Linked DNA regions of Mus musculus: region 2 is linked to region 1. Evidence: chromatin contacts called from public HiChIP or PLAC-seq data. All regions are on one chromosome and are shown on one strand. Each heading gives the region's core, a stretch centred on a gene start, on an enhancer-like site or on the middle of the called end of the contact. The rest is flanking DNA. Distances are from core to core; before and after follow the strand shown. Region 1 holds the start of Slc46a3 (solute carrier family 46, member 3). Region 2 overlaps Mtus2 (microtubule associated tumor suppressor candidate 2).

Region 1 (4,796 bases), core at 799-3,298:
GTTCAGAAGGACACTCCATCACCTTTGTCCCTGAGTGAACACAACAGGAAGTGAAGTTTCCCGGGACCCAAGGTGGACATGCAGCTCAAGTGACAGTTACTGTCCCACTAGGAGTAGATCACTCTCTAAGATCTTAGTGATCTTGGCCTCCTGGATTTTTATTTGAAAAGCAAACCTCTGAACTGAACACGTCACTCCTTGTGGTTAAGATCGTTAACAAGTGGAGAGATGACTCAGCGATTAAGGGCACTGACTGCTCTTCCAGAGGTCCTGAGTTTAATTCCCAGCAACCACATGGTGGCTCCCAACCATCTGTGATGGGATCTGATGCCCTCTTCTGGTGTGTCTGAAGACAGTGACAGTGTACTCATATACATAAAATAAAAATAAATAAATAAGAAGGAAGAGGAGGAGGGGGAGGAGGAGGAGGGGGAAGGAGGAGGAGGGGGGAAGGAGGAGGAGGGGGAAGGAGGAGGAGGAAGAGGAGGGGGAGAAGAGGAAGAAGAGGAGGAGGAGGAAGAGGAAGAAGAAGAAGAAGAAAGAAGAAGAAGAAGAAGAAGAAGTAAGAAGAAGAAGAAGAAGAAGAAGAAAGAAAGAAAGAAAGAAAGAAAGAAAGAAAGAAGAAGAAGAAGAAGAAGAAGAAGAAGAAGAAGAAGAAGAAGAAGAAAAATTGTCAACAAGAGGTTGGAAATCAATCAAACTCTGTAGATCAGCTAGCAGCAATGTTTGTTATTTTAGGCATATGAAGATTGTACAGTGCTGTGAAACTGTCAAGAGTGCGATGTTGAGAGTTACTTCCTCAATTCTCTCTGTGGCTATCTAGAGTCATCAGATCGCCTTCTCTCCAGTACAGAATATCCTTTTCTGCTAGTCAGCTCCTTTAGCCGCCCTTCCCACTCTGAAGCTGTTCCAGATCTGCCTCGAGAGAGGGTGGTTCAGTGGTTAGGAGCATTGCACCAGTACTCTCATCTGGGCAAAAATAGCCCATAGTCTGGAGTGTTACTCCTTTATCAATAAGGCTCTGGCCCACATCTGACCTTGATCTCTAGATAAGAGTAAGAGGCGCATTTGCAGGATTGTCCCCCACTTCCTGACGCAACCACTCCAGCCTAAGGTCTTCCTTTTTTGGACGGGTCCCCAAATCACAGAACTCTCAGCTTGCTTCTCTTCCTCAGGAAGTAACCCCCTATCAGCTGCAGGTGTGCTCCAGCTGTGCGCGTTGGCGGCCATTAGCGGCGGTCCTACTGTCTAGGGTGTTGCCATGGCTTTGTGAGACTTACTTACATCTTCTCAACAGAGAAAGAGCCGACTTTCAGAGAGATTTAACAATCCCCTCCCCCGCAACTCAGCAGGGGTGGCTGGAGAGAAGCTCACTAATGAAGAACACTTACTGCTCTGGGTTCCGTTTCTACGCTCTCAGGGCAGCTCACAACTGCCTGTAACACAAATTCTAGCACCATTTTCTGACCTCTGCTCGGCGTGGGCATACACATAAAATAAATGACTACGTAAAATGTAGTGAATATTTCGTTTAAATTTTCCCAAGGCCAACAACTCCCCTACTCGGAACTCTTCTCCTCTCATGAACTTTCAGTGTCTTCTCTCTCACATTGCTTGTGCAGACGCTTGCTGGGTCCACCGGAATGCTGCAGTGAACTGCAACCCTAGCGTATGACGTTTCCAACCACTTATTATTATCATCATTATTATCATTATTATTATTATCATTATCTGCTTTGGACAGGAGTCTTGTTATATCGTTGGGCTAGTCTCGAACTCTCGATCCAGATACCTATGACTCCACGGCGCTTCAGCGAAAACCAATAATCCTATCCAGATACGCTTAGCAGAACCTTCGCAGAGCTGCCGGGATCACCCAACTTGCCCAGCAACTCGGGGAGATTCAGCCGCTGAACCTTCGGGGGCGGGTGCAAGAGAATGACACTGCGCTAGACCAATCGCTACGGGGGCGCCGGCCGCCATACCCAATCACAAGCGAGCTAGGGAAGCGGGTGACAGCTCCGGCCGAAGATTGCCAGCTCTTGGCAGAGTGATGATGCTCGGCGGCCGAGTCACCACTAGGGCCCAAAGACCAAGAGTGCGGCGGCGCGGGGAGCGGCGGGGACTGAGTCCAGGGCCAACAGAGTCCGGGAGGTGCGCTTATTTCTCTTTGCCTTCTAACAGGGCTCGAGTGTCCCGTCCCAAGGGACGTCCCCCTGTTGCGGTCTAGCTCCACCTCGCTGCCCCTTCCTTTGGCTCTTCCCAGCTGGCGAACCGTGCTGAAAACCCGGGGGCGCTACGCCCCGCACTGGGTAACGGAGAACACAGTCCCGACTACGGTCCCACCTGTGCCTAGCCTAGCAGGAAAACTGTAACCGTGGGGTGAGTTTTAAAAACGAAAACAGAAACTAAACTCCCCTTCCGATCGGGAGCTGCTTTTTACAAGGCCCTTAACCTGCAGCCAAAATAATAGTAATTACATAACCTCCGGGTCCCCGGGTAACTTCATTGTTTACCTTATGGGAACCGGCCGGTGCTGTTCTGCTCAGCACTGTGAGCATTAGCTAAGCGGAGTCGGGGGCGGAGGTTGACTTAGTCCCTGCTCCTCGGAGAGAACTAGGGTACCCTCTCCCGGCAAGGGCACTCTCTCAGAAATCTGGAACTCTTTTTGCTTGCTAATGTTTGTTTATGACACATTGTTCCAACTTCCCCACTTTTGAGAATTTAGCCTCTGGGATAAAAAATCAACTGATGATTTCTATCCCCCCCCCCCACACTCGCCCCGTTTCTCTCCTCCCGCTTCCCGCTCTGCAATAGACTCGATCTGCCCACTTGAGCAATATGAAGATTTCATTCATAGAGCCCGCCATTCTCCTGAACGCGTTTGCTATGACTCTGACCATCCCGCTGACAGCGCAGTACGTGTACCGGAGGATCTGGGAGGAAACCGGTAACTACACCTTTGCTTCCAATAGCAATGGCTCTGAGTGTGACCAAAACAAAAGCAGCTCCATCTTTGCATTCCGGGAGGTAAGAAATTAAAATTAAAACCTCCCATCCTGGAGTCACAGGGAATGGAAACAGGTTCCAAACCAAAGAGGCTCTCCAAGGTGTGACCACACACACACACACACACACACACACACACACACACACACACTGAAATTAAGCCACCTTCTCTCTGTTCCTATTTCGGTTAATAGTTCCTCTTGACACCTTTAATCTGGCTCTTTCTAACTCTCTAAGGCACCTCCACTCCTGTCCCCAATCCCCACCCACCTTGTGGGACCAACTCTTTTATCCTTAGGAAATCTCACTACAATCTCACCCACTCTTCCTTGGTCTCTTGAATAACAAAAGTCCAGAAAAACTGACCAGAGTCAGCTGCCTCCCATGGGGGCGGGGCAGCAATTGTTGAGGTCTGGAGGCAGCCTTAGATAAGATAAACTGGGCTCCCTGGAGTTGAGTCCTGCATCCACATCTGGGCTGGCGAGTGCTTACTTTAGCTCTCAGTAAAACCGTTTAGCTAGACGTGGTGGGGACTCGCTCGGTTCTGTGTGTATCTGACAAGAGCTTTGTCATCATTCTCATCATTCTTATGAGGCAGGCTCTGTCAAGCAGGATTCAGGAGACGTCAGCTGTTTATCTACAGGGCTGCGTTTGCAAGCTCAGAACTGCGCTCACTTAGGCATATTTGGTGGCAACAAAAGATTGGCCCTGCCTTCACCCGCACAGACAAGAGAGGGTGGAGGCAGCTGCACAGCTGCCTTCCCTGATCGTAGGGTCTCTCTGTACCGGCAAATGAGCCTGGGGTGAGGACCCGCAGAGAGTGCCCATGGGAAGGCCTGAGGCCCCCCGCAGCAGCCCAAAGGTAGCAGGCAGAAGTGGATGGGACAAAGTTCACCTGCATGGCCAAGGCCTGCCCTCACTCATGCCCTCTTGCTGAGGAGAGCTTTCTTGGAATAGAGCATTCCAACCAGCCATGGGGACAGCACAACCATAAAGAGTCATAAGGGCCTCACCAGTGGTTCACTGCCCTCTACAAAGTCTGCTCACGTCTGTAATACAGCACTCAGGAGGCTGGAGGAGGGTTGTGAGTTCAAGATCAACCTGGGCTACCCTGTCTCAAGGTAACAACAACAATAAAGGGGCAGAAGGATGGCTAGATAGATAGACAGACAGACAGATAGGTACATCGATTGATCGTTAGAGGTAGGTAGAGAGACAGACAGACAGACAGATGGAAGAAGCTAAGTACTAGATCACATGACTATGATGTCCAAGGGCCTAGGCTGGATTCCTCAGATCTTAAAAGAAAAATGTTTCAAGATCCATCTTTCCCAGGATTGAGAAGGTTCCAGGAGCTCATCATTTCTGAGATCGAGTCAGGGATTGTTTTCAGCCCTCCCCGAGTACCGGGGCAAGCCCCTTGCTGCAGTATGGGAGGGAAGCTGGAGCCTGGGAGGGAAGTACCTGTTTGTGTTCTACACTGAAGGAAGGCCAGTGTTGGCTTCTCCAGCTCTAGTTGTTGACCAACACCCCACATACACACACACACTGCATAGAGCAGTGTGGTCTCTTTTTGCTTTAAGGCAAACTTCCAATTTGATGTTTCTTTTCCTTTTTTGTTTTCAAATGGACTAACATTCAAGTGACTATGGGGGGGGGGTGTTGTTATGTTTTATTTTGTTTTTTGTTTTCAAGACAGGGTTTCTCTGTGTAGCTGTGGTTGTCCTGGAACTTGCTCTGTAGATCAGGCTGGCCTCAAACACACAGAGATCCACTTGCTTCTGCCT
Region 2 (4,796 bases), core at 635-3,134, 350 kb before region 1:
ATCTGACTCTACCCAGCCAGGTCTCTCTTCCTTCAGGCTGCCCTTTTCCAGGAGGTGTTGCCAATCATTTAGAGTGTGCCCTCGGTTGGGGGGAATCTGCTTTCTGCTCGCATGCTATGGTTTGACTTAATCTCAGGAATGAGGTCTTCGTGACACGTGGCCTGTGAGGGGCCACGGCGGGGACTCAGTCTTTTCCAGAAGCTGTGGCAGGTGAAAAATGCTGGCTGGTGGTTTTAAGGGCACCGGCACTATCCACCTGACTTCATGTCCTGCATCTCTGAGCAAGCACCCCAGGAGCCCAAATAACAGTGTTCCGGAGTCTAATTTTCCACTGTTTCTACTTCCGTGTATGGTGTCTCTCTGATGGATGCAGAGATCAGGTCTCTTCCTTTTGCTCCTTTCCTCTGAGCACATCCCCATACCTACCCAACTTATTTCCCAAACATCTCTCCACCCACCCACCAACACCCCCCATCTCCACATCCCACATCTCCATGCTCCCATCTCCACACCCCATCTCTACGCTCCCCATCTCCATACCCCTACTTGGGTCCAGGCCCTGCACCTGCAGTCATGCAGACTTCTGCCATGGGTCCCTTCTGGGTTCTGTCAGATGCTGTCCTGATGCATGGTTGCTCAGGGCACCCTGCACTCAGAGGCTTCTCTTTTGTTCTTAGCATCCAGCCTCCCTGTTGGGATTCAGACCCTGGACAAACAGCTTTTCTCTCCCACTCTTTCCCACCCCCACCCTGCCTCCCACCCATGGCGACTTCCCTGGCCTCCTTGCTTGGAACCAGAGAACCCACCTGAGAGCTGCTTCCCAATAGCCCTGCCTTTATAGGCTCCAATCTGGCTTGAACTGGCTCATTTCATTGTCGGAGAGGACCTATCACTTCCCATCCTGGTGCATGTTCTAAGGCCGGCCCTGCTTCCTCGACCCCCCACTCTCCAGCCCAGGGCTCCACCTACCTTCCTAAGGTGCTTTCCCATTCCACAGAGCTGCCACAACCCTTCCCACTGTAGTGGGTTGGTTTTTTTCTTTGCCTTGACCTCCTGGCAATGCTTCTCCAGGACCCCTTTCTCCCCACTCTGCACATAGACCACTGCCCAGAGAGAGCCACGCTCCCCAATATTGCTTTTCACACTGGCACCTGTGACCTGATCAACACCCTCTGGAGAGGGCGCAAAGGGTGGCCTGGTGGCTCTGTGCTGTATCAGCCCTGAATAGTTTCAGCTCAGAGCAGGAACTGGACGGAGTTGGGATAGACAGTCATCTCTATGGAACGGCAGTATTTCAAGCCATTTCCCTGTGTTATCTTGAGCTTCCCTCATAATGGACTAATTTTACAGACAAAGGGCATCGAAACAGAAGATGCTGTGTGCTGTTGAGAAGGCCTGACTGAGCTGGGTTTCTGCTCTTCCATCCTGTACTTTCTCTACCGGGTCTCTTCTTACACTCCCGGACTAAGTTTCAGTCCCGGTTCTGATCACTAGACGGCTGCAGAATGTCACGGAGAACACAGACCCTAGTGTTAGCATCCCTGCCTCAGCTCCAAACCCTGTTCCAGTTATTTTAGCCAAAGGAACTCATTTGTCTAAGTAAGGCAGTGACCGTGACCAGGGCAGGTCACGTGTGTATGATTAGCACCTGCCCAGAGACTGGGATGGACAGAGCAAGCTCATGGTATGTGCTGCACGCATTGCAGTATTTACCTACATGGTGTCAAATCCTTCCTGTTTGCAGAGCTAGGGGATTTAACTCTCTGCACCTTTCCCTTGTCACAATTACAGATGTCACCTCCATTGTGTCCAGGCTCCTCTGTTGCCCTATAATTACTTCCTGCTGCTGCTCTCTGCTTTCTGCCCCTGGGTACGGGCTCCCCCTGAATCTGGACAGCATCCCAGATGCCTGTCCTTTTAGGACTCCAGTTACATTTCACTGGCTGCTGAAAGGACTCTCCAGCCACAGAGGCTAATTTGGGATTGTTCCACACTCCCTCTTTTCTTCACCAATTCTCTCAAAAATCAATGTTGATTTTTCTGGAAGAGCCTACAGACACAGAGGGTCACAGTTCTTCCCCAGCATGGGGAAGCTATTTGTTAACACGTAAACTCCATTTGTTCCTTCCTCATTGGTGAAGGTTGAGTGTTCATGAACTCATTTCCTCACATACATTCTCTCTAGGAGAATAAGTAAGCCATCAGACACGGAAGCTAATGAGGACATCACGTCACAACTCGCTGGATCAGAGCAACCTGCGGAGGGATGGATGCGGGTGCAGGAATCCCCTTCCTCCTGGGAAATCTGCACCTTGAAACTGCTCTCTACAAAGATGAAGCCAGTGTAAGACACGTCAGTTCAGATAGCAAGACAAACTCACCACAGCAGGAGTGCATTCACACCTTGGAAACCATCATCTGCCAACTGAGAGTAAGGAGTGTCTAGTGTCAGGGTCTTGTTGGTCATTCTGATGCCAACATGCCAGAAGCTGGAGGCTGTCCCTCCAAAGGGGTACCACAAGAGAGGTTGGGGTTCTGCTGCTATTCTTCCTTATAAGGATCAGTGAAGGTGGGTGCTGGAGACTCAGGTGGCTCAGAAGTTAAGAGTTAAGAGCGCCACTGGTTAGAGCACCCTTGTAAAGAATGCAGGTTCAATTCCCAGCACCTTACAATGGTCTATGGCTTCTGTTCCAGGGAATCTGACGCCCTCTTCTGGCTTCCTCAAGCACTACATGCACATGGCTCACAGAAATACATGCAGGCAAATACTTATATACACAAGAAATAGTGGGGCAGAGGGAACAGAGGAGAGCTAGATGCCACTTCCCAACTGTGCATCCACAGTTACACCAGCGCCTCTGGGCACTGGCTTCTCTTCGGCCATCTGGAAGACCCTCTCACGCTTTTAGCTGTCTGTCCCAGCTCTGAGGCCTCATGTGCTAGAACCCAGTCAACACTCTGCATCCAGTTCTGCAAGTTCAAAGCAATCGACACCATGTCAAATAAATGATCTATTCAAAGTATTTGTAACATGTAGTGACACTAAGGTCCTATAAGAATCTGGGGTCAACCGCTGGTTTTTGGCAAAGCAAGAAGCAGACTATTTTTATTGTGCAGACCAGTGGTCCTCAACCTTCCTAATGCCGTGACCCCTTAATACGGTTCCTCATGTTGTGGTGACCCCCAATCATAAAACTATTTTCATTGTTACTTCGTAACTGTAAACTTGATACTGTTATGAGTCGTACGTGTCTGATATGCAGGATATCAGACAAGTGGCCTCTGTGGCAGGGTGATTCAACCCCAAAGGGGTTATGACGCACAGGTTGGGAACTTATTTAGTCCATGATTCCACTCATTTGTTCCTCCACACTGTACTATGCAGGAATAAGCTGCAACAAATCCTCTAGCCGAACTAGGTGGACTACAGAAGACACTACCTCTTGTCCCTTTTACAAGGTTTTCTCAGTCAGCAGGCAAATCTTAAGGTTTCCTATCAAGCATGGACTTGTCTCCCCTTTCTTTTGCAAATGATTCTTTTCCTGAACATTCCTCATTATGGACTTGGGCCTCCTCACTATTCTAGTCACCATAAGACTGAAATCATCTCATGGACTTCATGAGGAGGAACTGTGTCTGGCTGCAGAGGGAGAGGGAAAACTCTAAGCCTCTCCCACTAACACTCCCTAGCAACAGTAGCCTGTGGCCGTCCATGTTGGCACTAAGTGTGGTGGTTTGAATATGCTTGACCCATGGGAAGCAGCACTATTAGGAAGTGTGGCCTTACTGGAGGAGGCATGGCCTTATCGAAGGAGGCGTGACCTTATTGGAGGAGATATGGCCTTATTGAAGGAGGTATGGCCTCACTGGAGGAGGTGTGGCCTTATTGGAGGAGGTGTGACCTTATTGGAAGAGGTGTGGCCTTACTGGAGGAGGCATGGCCTTATCGAAGGAGGTGTGACCTTATTGGAGGAGGTATGGCCTTACTGGAGGAGGTGTGGCCTTATTGGAGGAGGTGTGACCTTATTGGAGGAGGTATGGCCTTATTGAAGGAGGTGTGGCCTTACTGGAGGAGGTGTGGCCTTATTGGAGGAGGTGTGACCTTATTGGAAGAGGTGTGGCCTTACTGGAGGAGGCATGGCCTTATCGAAGGAGGTGTGACCTTATTGGAGGAGGTATGGCCTTATTGAAGGAGGTGTGGCCTTACTGGAGGAGGTGTGGCCTTATTGGAGGAGGTGTGACCTTATTGGAAGAGGTGTGGCCTTACTGGAGGAGGTGTGGCCTTACTGGAGGAGGTGTGACCTTATTGGAAGAGGTGTGGCCTTACTGGAGGAGGCATGGCCTTATCGAAGGAGGTGTGACCTTATTGGAGGAGGTATGGCCTTACTGGAGGAGGTGTGGCCTTATTGGAGGAAGTGTGACCTTATTGGAGGAGGTATGGCCTTATTGAAGGAGGTGTGGCCTTACTGGAGGAGGTGTGGCCTTATTGGAGGAGGTGTGACCTTATTGGAAGAGGTGTGGCCTTATTGAAGGAGGTGTGGCCTTACTGGAGGAGGTGTGACCTTATTGGAAGAGGTGTGGCCTTATTGAAGGAGGTGTGGCCTTACTGGAGGAGGTGTGACCTTATTGAAAGAGGTGTGGCCTTACTGGAGGAGGCATGGCCTTACTGGAGGGGCGTGGCCTTATTGGAGGAGGCATGACCTTGTTGGAGGGATTGTGACCTTATTGGAGGAGATATGGACTTACTGGAGGGGGCGTGGCCTTGCTGGAGGAGGCATGGTCCTGTTAGAGGAAGT

What was found. HiChIP or PLAC-seq counts read pairs in DNA pulled down with a chosen protein or histone mark.
Region 2: a contact with region 1 is called in an H3K27ac HiChIP or PLAC-seq map of VIP interneurons, with 4 times the contacts expected there. The contact joins the enhancer-like site here to the promoter of Slc46a3 in region 1. A contact is called at or near these places in 3 of 39 promoter capture datasets (the 3T3-L1 cell line, hippocampal neurons and second pharyngeal arch cranial neural crest), 1 of 484 Hi-C or Micro-C datasets (neurons), 12 of 115 datasets of contacts at active chromatin or transcription factors (SST interneurons, VIP interneurons, cardiomyocytes and 8 more) and 1 of 9 other capture datasets (pancreatic islet).

What each region holds. Positions count from the first base shown.
Region 1 is chr5:147,892,067-147,896,862 of GRCm38.p6, reverse strand. Slc46a3 (solute carrier family 46, member 3) reads left to right here and starts at 2,048. Exons shown (of 6, transcript NM_027872.4): 1 at 2,048-2,382; 2 at 2,818-3,030. The coding sequence starts at 2,842.
Region 2 is chr5:148,245,514-148,250,309 of GRCm38.p6, reverse strand. The region is part of intron 7 of Mtus2 (microtubule associated tumor suppressor candidate 2); the gene reads right to left. Among named protein-coding and RNA genes, the nearest start is that of Gm46928, 98 kb to the right of the region's middle. Within about 2 kb of position 1,884, at least 10 of the 459 cell types and tissues checked have an H3K27ac peak or open chromatin away from gene starts, as enhancers often do. A contact at or near this core is called in VIP interneurons, craniofacial prominence and second pharyngeal arch cranial neural crest, where this site is marked.